2 separate regions of the Drosophila melanogaster genome follow, and region 2 is linked to region 1. A link is a contact called in public Hi-C data. All regions are on one chromosome and are shown on one strand. The core of a region is the stretch at or near the end of the contact, and the rest is flanking DNA. Distances in the headings are between cores, read along the strand shown. Region 1 holds the start of CG14857. Region 2 holds the start of CG3631.

Region 1 (6,004 bases), core at 2,429-4,928:
AGGGGCGTGGCCGTGGTGCATGTGGCTGGATTTGCCGCCTCCTTCCTTTCTCCGTACATTCTTCACCTGGGCACCTACTACAAGCCAGCTCCGTCAATCATTTTGGGTCTTCTCTTCCTATCCGGAGCCTATGTGTGCCTGCTGCTGCCAGAGACTCGCAATAAGAAACTTCCAATGTCCTTGGCCGAAGGAGAAGAGTTCGGTCGTGGAGAAGGCATATTTGATTTTCTTCGTCATATGTTTAGGAGGGAAGGCAGTAAATCAGAGGTGGAAATGGGTCCCACGATTGTTGAGGAGGACACTCTGATTAATAAGCCGGTTTAGCAGTAAGTGCTGTTGTTATATATGAAATAGAAGTAATAAAAAGTAAATCGTTGATTAATTTGCATAGCAGCTTAAAATTCTTAGCTACGAAATGCCCCGCACTTTGCATAACCCGATATGCAGTCAAAAATTATAGACATTGTATTTAAATGTATTTCTCAGCTCTAAATTGGTATTGAAATGCTCTGAATAGCCACATGACATTGTTAGCTGGGTGTAAAGTCTTTAGCATCAACAAAACTGTCTGCATAAATAAACAGCAACATAGTTGTATATTTTGAATAGAAGACTGCCGATTACAGCGATGATATGGGAGCAACAAAGACGCTTATCAACCCCAATAATTAAATCACAACATATAAGTTATGATCGAATCGAGCAGTTCAGTTCGCTCACTTGAATCCGGAGACTTATCAGCTGCGGAGAGGAAACACCAAGAGTCGATTCGACTATTTAACTCCAATATTAGTTTACCGCAGCCGCTTTCACAAGGCGCTCTTAACTATTCAACTATTCGATGGAGGCGTTCGCCGAGCAGAGCGGACCAACAGCGCTAGCTACTGCCAGTGGCAGTACGTGCGTGGCAGCGGAGGAGAGCGGACCGCCGAACACAGATACTTTGACGGCACCCACGTAGCGGTGCATCTGCGGACATGGCCATGGACTTTGACGAGATACTGGTCAAATGCGGCGACTCCCATCGCTACCAGTACATGCTATTGGCTCTCTACGGACTATTGATGTTCATTGTTTCCCGGCACTACTTCGCCCAAAACGTTATTGGATTTGTGCCCGATCATTGGTGCTATCACGAACAGCTGGAGAATCGTAGCTATGCCGAAATAGCTGCGATATACGCCCCATTCAAGAGGCCTTCGTGCACGCGACTGGCATCGATCAACATGGATGGGAGCAATGCCACGGCCAGCAGTGAGCCCTGCAATCGATGGATTTACCACTATGACCATGGATTCATAAGCATGAACGCTGATGTAAGTCCCTGCTCGGGCGCCACTTAAGTTCATTGCATCTAAGAGTAAGCTCTATTGTTTACAGCTGAATTGGGTTTGTGATGATGCGTACAAGGCTCGAGTGGGTCAGTCCCTGTTCTTTGTGGGCTCCATGTGTGGCACCCTGTTGTTTGGTCTACTTGGCGATCGAATCGGACGCATCAAGGCTGTAGTTTTGGCCAATTGCTGTGGCTTCCTGGGCGACTCGGCTACCATTTTTGCAGAGACCCTGTTGACTTTCTCGGCCAGCCGATTTGTATCTGGACTGGCTGCAGAGGCAAACTCCTACCTCATGTTTATTTTGGGTATGTTATCGTTTAACTTATCTATATAGTCTTAACTTTCCTCCCAAATATAACAGTCTTGGAGTACGTGTCTCCGACGATGCGAAGTGTGGGCTTGAACTTGACAATGTGTGTTTTTTACGGCCTGGGAATGATATGTGCATCTTGGCAGGGCGTCTGGTTGGGTAGTTGGCGTTCCTTCATGGTCTGGACCGCCCTGCCCCAGCTGTTGGTCACCGGGTTCTACTTTCTGATTCAGGAGAGCGCACAGTGGCTGGTCACGCGCCAAGACTTCGATGGAGCTGAGTTGAGGCTACGCCGTGTGGCCAAGTTCAATCGGCGCGATGTCAGCGAGGCGGACTATGAGCTATTCCGTCAGCATTGCAAGACGAAGGAGTCGGAGGCCAGAAGCCAGATGTCCATGCAGAAGCAGGCACGTCTCATTGACTCATTCAAGCTGCCACGCCTGCGTCTCCGCCTGATCTATGTAACGGTTGTCTTGTGAGTAAATTAAGAAATTTATATTTTATAAATATGATTTATGTATATAATTATTCTAGCTCGATAGTGACGCTTTGTTACAACACAATGTCTCGCAATGTGGAAGGTCTGAGCATATCACCGTTCGTCATGTTCAGCCTTTTCGCCCTGACCTTGCCACCATCAGGCATCTTCCAGACCCAGGTCCAGAAGCACTTCGGCCGCAAGTTCACCTCGGTGGTCAGCATGACAGCAACTGGATTGATGACTGCGACCACAGGCATTCTCTTGGCTTTCTGGACGCAGCATAGCGCCACGGTGATGGTGTGCCTTCTGCTGATGTGCCGGTTCGGGATCTCCGTGACTACGGGATCCACCATGCAGATATCGACTGAGCTAATGCCCACCTGTGTGAGATCCAGTGGTTTGGCGGTAATTCATGTCACCGCAGCAGCATTGTCCTTCATTTCGCCATTTATACTCCATTTGGACACATATTTCCGGGCAGCATCCTCGATCATTACCTGCATTCTACTCCTAGTTAGCGCCTGGATTTGCCTGCTCCTGTCGGAGACGAGAAACAAAAAGCTGCCTTTAACATTAGCGGAGGGCGAGGAGTTTGGCAAGGGCGAGCGGATGTTCGACTTTATGAGAAGCTTTAAAAAGGCAGATCAACACGATCTCAGTGCTGACACCATAGAAAAACTAATGGGGGATAAGCGTACTTACTAAGTAAGTGCTTAATATATATAAGGAAGGATTGTAGCTGCCTATTGCATTTAATTGTGTTCATAATAATTTATTTTGAGCAACGTGTTTGTGAGCTTTATAATCAAGCTAACGAAAGTGTTGCTATTCAAATTCATATGCTGAATATTTATAGTCTATTTATCTGTACTTGCAGACTATTATAAGCATATATATGACTAGTGTTTAAAGTACAAGATAATATAGCTGACAATAAGAAAGCCAAGATGACTGTCTAATAATTATTGTTGTCGGTGGTTTGGATAAGAACGATTTAGTCATAATATAGTTTTGCTTATCTTGTGGATAATAAAATATACGTATGTATGCAAAAGAATGGAACAACCCGCATTTAAACATAATTATAATTGGGCTTAAAAAGCCCTGAATTGTATAGATCTATAAAATACAGACAGGGTATATGGTTTTTATGCTGGCGAATATGTTCTGCCCTTCCAGCATTATCTAAATGCACTACTGAACTCATGTGTATTACTACACTTGGGGAAAATCGGCGATTCGTTTTTTTGGTTTTATTAAGAGTCCACTGAACTTGTTGTTCTGTGGTCGCGCCGTGTGTTTATCTAGTCCAGAGTAGGCTTTCCTCCTCGTGAGACGCCGGCGTTTGTTTAGATTGGAGTGAATGAGTGAATTCACTTAAATAATAAAGCGTCCGCGTTTGAGCAGCCCGCCATATAGACGATAGGCTGCCTCAAAACAATCTTATCGCTGTTGGACGTAGACTCAATGTGCGAATCCGGCCACCTAGCACTCTTTACCCGCGTCTCGTTTGGAATCGGAACGTTTTCGCCTCGGCACGGATTGGCGGGGTTTAGTCTTAATAGAATCTCAGCGAGAGCACGTCATGGATTTCGACCAGATCTTGGAGAAGTGCGGCAGTGCGGGTCGCTATCAGTACCTGATGATACTGCTGCTCGGCTACATAGCCTTCACGACCACCGTGCACTATTACTCGCAGAACATAATTGGGTTTGTGCCCCAGCACTGGTGTTATCATGAGGCACTCGAGAATCGTAGTTTTGAGGAGATCGCCGCCATCTATGCCCCATTTGGCAAGGAGGCCTCCTGCACGCGATTGGATAAGATCGAGGGCGACAGGGTAACGGTGAGTAATGAGACGTGCCAGCGTTGGATATACAACTATGACTTTGGATTTAGGAGCATGAATGCAGAGGTGAGTGTATTCAGATATGCCAAAGATTTTCCAAATTAAAGTAATATCTTCTATTGATCAGCTGAACTGGGTGTGTAATGATGCATACAAGGCACGGATCGGACAATCTCTATTCTTCCTGGGCTCCCTGATGGGCACCTTCACCTTTGGCGTCCTGGGTGACAGGATCGGCAGAGTGAGAGCCGTGATCCTGGCCAATCAATGTGGATTCGTAGGCGACTTTCTTACCACCTACGCCTCCAACTTAGTGCAGTTCGCCATTTTTCGATGCATTTCTGGGCTCGCGGCTACAGCAAATTATTATCTGATGTTTATTCTGGGTAAGCACTGCGAGATATCGCTGAGAATAAGTAAAAAATCTGTTACATATATACATACATACAACAGTGCCTACTCCTTATTACTTCCTGAATTTCCAACAATAGCATTAGATTAGGCTTACCAGATGATACCAAAAAATACTTAATAACTATAGACTATAAGTTATCTTATATATCATAAAAATACATTTGGAAGGCATTCTATTTGTTCAGGTTTTTTCGTAGGTTAACATTGCTTTTAAAGATTTCTTTTTAAGCTAAAAATAATTTGTCACAAATTAATGCCCTTTCTATTGTAGTTCTGGAATACTTGGCGCCCAAACTAAGGAATATGGCCATTAGTGGAACCCTGGGCATTTGCTTTTGTCTAGGAGCTCTGGTGGCCCCCTGGCTTTCCGTACTGGCTGGCAACTGGCGGATCTACCTGACCTGCTCGGCTTTGCTCCAGTTGGTGGTGGCTTTGTTCTACTTTGTGGTCCAGGAGAGCGCTCAGTGGCTAATCACACGGACCAATGTGGAGGGGGCCATTGCCAGACTGAAGCACATTGCCCACTTCAATGGCATGGAGGTGAAAGCAGCTGACTTTGAAGCCTTCAGGAGGAACTGCATCGTCAAGAGGAAGCTTTCAAACCAACCGGAACAAACGGCAGGAATTTTCGATTTATTGCGGACTCCTAATCTGAGGAAAGTATCGCTGCTGGTGGTTTTCACTTTGTAAGTGAGGTTTGTAATTAATAATTTTGTCTATTTAATATTTGGTATTTCCATATTTGTCTTCATAGTATGCTGACTTCGCTGAGCTTCAATACCATCTCTAGAAATGTGGAGGGCATGGGACTTTCACCTTTTGTGGTCTTCTCGCTCTTTGCGGTGGTCGTTCCCCCGTCTGGATTTATTCAGGGCCTACTGCAGAGCCGAGTTGGCCGCAAAGCCACTGCATTTCTGGCCATGCTCTGCACCGGACTCCTGTCCTGCGCTTTGGGCGTGGCCCTCTCCACGGAGGGCGCTCAAAAGAACGTGACCTTGCTGCTGGCCTTCGCCCTGCCCATGCGGCTGGGCATCTCTATGTGCTACACGGTCACCTCGCAGTTTGCCTCCGAGCTGCTGCCCACTTGTGTGCGCTCGCGCGGAATTGCTGCAGTGCATCTGGCTGCTGCGGGTGCTTCCTTTGTGTCCCCCTACCTCATTCATTTGGGCACTAAGTTGGCGGCCGCTCCGTCCCTCATCCTGGCGCTGCTCCTGCTTACCGCATCCGGATGCACTCTCATGCTGCCGGAAACGAACAATAGGTAAGGGTCATGGTATTTGAAATGATGGAAGGAGGCGTGTTGAAATGTGTTTTCCTTTTCATTCTCTACAGACAACTGCCCATCACATTGGCTGATGGCGAGGCATTTGGAAAGGGCGAATCCATGCTATCCTTTGATTGTTGGCGTCGCCACGATGACGATGTATCCAAGGAAGCCACCGAAGAAGTGAGGCTGCACCAGCTCAATGGACAAACAAAATCCGAAACGGAAGCGGAAGTGTAGAGTGAAGCCCATTCAAAGTATTTCCCCATAGACTTTAAGAATCAATCCCAAAGGGTATTAGCAAAAGAAGTGGACACTGTAGTTGCGAAAGTTGTCAGTAGATTTGAAGTTT
Region 2 (6,004 bases), core at 2,567-5,066, 78 kb after region 1:
AAACAAAAATAAAAGAGTAAGCTGTTCTGCTTATGCTAAGGTCTTATTAAAAAAGAGTAACAATTCATTCCTTATTGGTTTTTTTATCTTAGCCTGATGAATATATACAAATACTTATTTATTAAGTATACGACGAGGTGGACAGCTTCAATTGGAAATTTACCTTATATGCTTATTCACCGAACATATCATTGAACAATTAAATATATGAAAGCCTTTACAAACAGATTTAAGCTAGAGCTTTTGCAATATATTGTATCCTTTCATTTGCAAAATCAAGTACCAGTTTTTGCCGTGTATTTCTCCGCTCCATTGACTCAAATTCCACAACAACAACAGCTTTCAGGTGGAGCGCTCGCAGTGGGGAAAGCAACAACAACTTTGTCCGGGGACTGCGAAGGGTGAGAGCGGAATCTTAACTGTTGCTCCGCCGCGAGAGAGGGAGCTCTTCCACTTCCAGTGTTGCCGTGCTGCATCCGCTCTTCCGCTCTCTTGCTGTCTCTCGTGCGGAACTGTTGCTCCTCAGCTTTACGCACAAAGCTTTTTCGTGGCATAGTTTTTCGGGCTGAAAGGAGCGCGAAGCTTTTGCGTGGGCGTTTGTTTATATTTTCCTCCTGACCGAGCATGTGTTTTGGCTCACACACATTACCCGCACACATACTCGCACACTTGTACACTTTGTGTACCCAACACTATGACACATTAAATTCTCCATGTGGCGGCACTTGAAGCCGAGTTATTCTCCCTTTTTTCTTCCTTGATCAATTTTTTTTTTGTTTGGCCGTCTGAAAAATGACGTTGCTTGACCTTAGGAGCGTCTATTTACGACTGTGTGAGTGTGTGTGTCTGAAAGGATGTGCCAGTGTGTGTGCGAGTGTCTTTTGTTATTCTAGGCCACAACGAATGAGTTAATTTCACGTTGGGCCCCCAAAATTGTTACCCATTTTTCACGTCCTTTTCTTGCACAAACGGAGGGCTGAAAAGAGTCGTAAAAAATATCCTGACATACTTGTCACGGAAAATCTTTACAGATTTTGCTTGAAACCATGACTTATCAATGTATTTCAAGTGCCAAAAGAAATTTCGAATTAAAGAGATTACTTTCTGTGTTCCCATAATTCATAGGGCGACTTATTAGCCAAAATTTGCATATTTCTGGCAGCAAAGCAAAGCAGCAAAATCGCAAAACAAAGAAGGGCACGAATTGAAGATAAATGCGAATCAAAACACAGAAGAAAAACAAAAAACAATTAATTAGATGGATCCCCGTTGTATTGTGCCAACAAATTCAATTAAACTTGCAGCAAACATAATAAATTGAGCGCAGAGACAAATTTATTTGGCGGCAAGCAATTGTTGAAATTTAAATGAATCCTTCGGGAGCCCAAAGGACATTTTGTCATCGTCCAACGTCGCCGTTAAAGCGCTGCAAAATGCCAAACAAATTAAATTGTAATTAATCATTAGGAAACACCATCCACAAACCACCACCCGCGCCGCCTTCGGCCAGCACGTGCTGAACGACCTATGACAACGTTGCACGGCAGTAAAATGTCTGCCAATTAATTACAAAACGCATGAGGGGCCAGATAAGAGCGACAGCCATTAAGGAAAGCGCCATCCAGCGGAGACAAACAAAAAGAGCTGTGATAAAAAAACATGAATTGGGGCACATGGGCAATTAACACGACGCGGTGTGTAACTTTCCCATCTGTGCTGGTATGTGAATTAATTGATTTTCTTTTTTTTTTAACAGCCTCTTGTGTTCGCTTCGGGTTAACAAAGTAGGAAGGTATAAGTGCAGATACAAATTTAAATTATGTTTGCACAGATTTCGCGGTATTTTAACGATTCTCAGGGATACTTTCATATGCATACACTCTTTCCTTACTGGAAAAATTTATTACACACTCAAATATTTATTCACTCCCAAGGATTCTGTCCAATATCCTTGTACTTATGTATGTCCAAATAAATTTCCAATTTCAGCTAAATATTTTGAAAGCTCATTACGCGCACACACGTCAAGGGGAAAACCCCCTTCTTTTGGCCGAAATTGATTCCTTGGCGTTCGCCGTCAGCTTTGGGAAACATTCTGTGTAATTGTCATACTCGTTAGCGACATCTGACCCAATTACGAAGAACTGTGTACTTCCATTGGCTTTTCACAATTTTCGCCCTAATTGAATTGTCTAGTTTTGTTTATTTGTTCGTTTTCATTTGGCTGTGAGTGGGGATTCCTAATTGATATTAATTAGAAATGAGCCGATATTAATAGGTTTAGTTCTTATCAACTATACACATTTCTGCTACAAATCGTAATATTATAGCACTAATATTGATCAAATGGATATTTGAATATGAAAGTGGATTAAAAATTCTTGAATTGGCATTTTCTTTGCAACTTATGCATTTTGCCGCTCACCAGATTCAGAAATTGGCTTATTTCAATATGTATTACACAACCCACGCGAACTGGCAAACAAACAAACAAACCAACGAGCAAACCCACAAAACAATGAAGACAAGCAAGCAGATCATTTTCTGGCACTTGCGTACTCACTACATGCACTGAAAAAAATCTCCTGGTCAATGCTTAAAAACAAATGAGAAGTTAGTAGTTTCGGCAAGAGGGTTATCAATATAGATTGTTCCATAAGTATTTGCTTAATATCATTTAATATCCGAAATCATTGGAAAACGAAACCATTTCAGGAAATTTTTTCAAATCAAATCGTCTGAATTCGCTTGTTACATAATTTAGAAAACTCAATAGCTTTATTTCTGCGAGTGATGCGACTGCTGGCTAAATTTAACTGTAGTCGTTATGTGTCGAGGGTGTTGCGTTCTGGCCGCCAACTGCCTTTGGATTTCCCAGGCCAGCAACAAATGTGGCGGCGGATGCTGTCGGCATTTGAATTTTCGGGGGCCCAAAGTGTGCAGAAAAGTGGTGGGGAGGGGGGCTTGGGGTTTGGTGGATAAGGAACCCCCCTTACACGTTCGTGCGTTTTGTTACTGGCTGTACACTCCCGACACCATTATTTCTTTCATTTACTCGATTTTCGTGCTTTTCATCCTTTATTGTTGTTTGCTCGAGTGCCGTTATCATTTGTCGGTTTATTTTGCGCCATATGTGGCCTGGGATAACTCTCCTCGATTTTCCCCATTGCCAGCTTTTCCAGCTTTCCCTGCTTTCACTCCTTTCGGCCTCCTTTTTCCCTTTCATTCGGGCTGAGAAGTGGGCGCAGTTTATGCGCTCTGCTCCAATGGGAGGCCGCAGGCAAGGTAAACTCCCAGGCTATCCCATCGATGGAACAAAATAACTAAGCTAACTTCACATACCTCTGCACTCTTGAAAATTGTTGAAAAGATTATAATTTATAAGAAACTAATAAAGTCTTCGTCTTGCCCAATCAATTTCATTAAATCGATGCCAACAGTTAATTTCCTTACTGTTCAGCATTATATATTTCATTTCTTAATAACAAATATACTAAACTTGTTAGTTTTTCGTGATCGAATATTTCTTGCAGTGTACACGCTTGGGCTCATCTGTGCAATTTGGAATTGTGTGGGTTTTTATAATAACTCAAACGTGTGTGAGCATTTGACCTTTAGCCTGCGTTCCTTTTGTGGGTTGGCTTAGTTTTTTGATTAACTTTTAGCCACCTGAGAGGATTAGCCCAAAAATAAGGCGAAATCACACGAATATATAATGTAAATTGAATTTGGCGGTTATGCATGACGTTGCCAGATCGTTTCACGCAGGCCAACGAGGGCTGCAACAGCTGAAGTCAGCTGCTTTTTGTTTACATCACGATTTCCCTTTTGTTGTCATTTTCCTGCGCCGGTGAAAAACGCACGTTTTTCCCATTTTCACCGACATAAACAAAAGCTATTTATACACGATCTGCCAAATCGGAGAGGCAACCTAAGTGCGACAACAGAATTCTTTGTCTTCCGAATCCGAATGCGTGCAGTGCGGTCTTCGTTCATGTGGATGTTGGCCAAAAATAAGACGGCGACCAATTAAAGCAGCAGCAGAAGAGGAAGACCACGATTTATTGGGCAATTGTGGCCAAGAATCCCAATGGGGCAACTGCACGCTTGTAAACAAACGGTTAAGTCAGATAGAAAGCTATTTGTGCCAGGAACACTTCACACATATCTCGTATCTTGCACATCTTCTAGATGATTGCTTGCAATCGGATGCCATCTGAATGCATAGAAGGATCAATGGGATAACCACTTAGGAGAACGACATTATCAAACCATCATGATTTATGCCATCATTTAGAAGTTATCAACTGATCGGCGCGGTTATTATCTAAATTGAATGAATCACACGGAAATACTAAGATACACGAATTGCCAAGAATTCGAGTGGGGTCAACAGTACATAGGTGTGTTAACAACCGGATCTGATTAACTTGTTGCGGTGGGTGAGCAAAATAGACTAGAACCCGGAACAGGACTCGTTTTCTCTACTGCTGACAATTTAATTAATGCTTACACGTTTTCAGAGGCGGCCACAATTAATTTGCACAACAATGGACTGATGCGAACAGTTGTTAGCCGATGTCTGCCAAAAAAAAAAATAGGTACAGCAAAAGGAAGGGCAGCCGCAGCAAGAACAACAATCGCCAGAGCAGCAGCAACAATTGCAAGAAGTGCAGCAAGTATTGCAAGTGCAACACCAACAACTGCAACAATTGCCAGAGGAACAGCAGCGACAGCAGCAACAACAGCAGCAGCATGCCACTGTGCCAGCCCGGCCATATCAACATTTCGGCTAGAATTGTGCAAATTGCCAGTGCGGCTATCGCTGCGTATACGTAATATTAAAAATAGGCTAACGCCCGCCCAGGCTGCAGGATGAACAAGCGCAGCGTCATCATCGCGGGAATCGTGGCCAGCCTGTTGGGCTTGGCGCTCGGTGCCAACTTCTACTTTATGTACTACCTCAGCGCCGAGGAGGGTCATCTGGCCAGCGTCCGGGCGCTGGAGAACATGATACGGCACAAGATGCGCCACCTAAAACCCAACTACCTCAATCGCAATCCCCGCTTCTTCATGTTCCGCAACAAGCTGCTTAAGAACTACAAGGCGGCGCCGTACGAGAACGCCAGTGTCCTCTGGGACATTGCGAACTGGGTAAGTCGATGGATCTTAGTGGGTCTGCCAGAATTGCTATGCTCGTGATTTATGTTTGGCTGCTTATGCAAACAAAATAAGGAAATGAATTTTTAATAGGGGAAAACATTCTATATTATAATATGCATCTAAGTATATTCACTAAGCATTCGGTGACTTTCAGTGGCCGCACGAAAACGAGGTCTATCCCTTATACGACTCATCGATGGGACAGCTTTTAGAAACACTGCGCCGCGAACCTATCACCCGGGTGAGCAACCTGGGTCGGGGCACGCAACTGAAGCTCCTCGTCCGCCTTTCCCACCAGCAGAAGGTGATCTTTAAGCCGCAATGGTATCCGCGGGAAGAGGTCATCGATGGCATGATATACAGTGGCAAGGATCGCCACACGGCGGAAGTATATGCCTTCTATCTGGGCGCCGTGCTCGACTTTCGATGGACGCCCATAGTGGTGGGTCGAGTGGTGAACCTGAAGAAGGAGATATATGCCAAAGGCGATCCGGAACTCCAGCAAACCATAAACATCGAAACGGACGAGGATGGCAGGGAGAAGTACTGCCTGTTCGGGAAGTGTCACTACTGCAACGAGGAGGAGACTGTTTGTGGCGATGAGCGGCACAACATTGAAGGTGTGCTCATATATATTGTTCCGGGTACGTTGGCTAAGCGGCGATCACCGTGGCAACGCACCTACAAGGATGACAAGCGGGCGCCCTGGGAGGACGATATGACCTATTGCAAGTGAGTTCCACACTTCAACTTCACTCTATAAACTTCTAAATCAAAAATATTATTTTTCAGATCGTTGAAAAATAAAATGGAGACCATCCGCCTGCTGGACCTTATAGAT

The links. A called contact is a pair of places that touch in the nucleus more often than the background predicts.
Region 2: a contact with region 1 is called in a Hi-C map of the Kc167 cell line, with 2.5 times the contacts expected there. A contact is called at or near these places in 10 of 107 Hi-C or Micro-C datasets (the Clone 8 cell line, the D17-c3 cell line, the Kc167 cell line and 5 more).

Annotation. Positions count from the first base shown.
Region 1 is chr3R:14,798,095-14,804,098 of dm6, forward strand. It overlaps CG14857, which reads left to right and starts at 3,679. Exons shown (of 5, transcript NM_142135.4): 1 at 3,679-4,040; 2 at 4,102-4,360; 3 at 4,660-5,074; 4 at 5,143-5,649; 5 at 5,721-6,004. The coding sequence starts at 3,711. The coding sequence ends at 5,892. It overlaps CG14856, which reads left to right and starts at 892. Exons shown (of 4, transcript NM_142134.2): 1 at 892-1,316; 2 at 1,381-1,639; 3 at 1,696-2,119; 4 at 2,179-3,069. The coding sequence starts at 978. The coding sequence ends at 2,830. CG14855 reads left to right here. Exons shown (of 4, transcript NM_142133.4): 4 at 1-380. The coding sequence ends at 324. btsz (bitesize) reads right to left here. Exons shown (of 14, transcript NM_001014622.3): 14 at 5,998-6,004.
Region 2 is chr3R:14,875,641-14,881,644 of dm6, forward strand. It overlaps CG3631, which reads left to right and starts at 3,817. Exons shown (of 5, transcript NM_206490.3): 1 at 3,817-4,403; 2 at 4,524-5,154; 3 at 5,318-5,895; 4 at 5,956-6,004. The coding sequence starts at 4,876.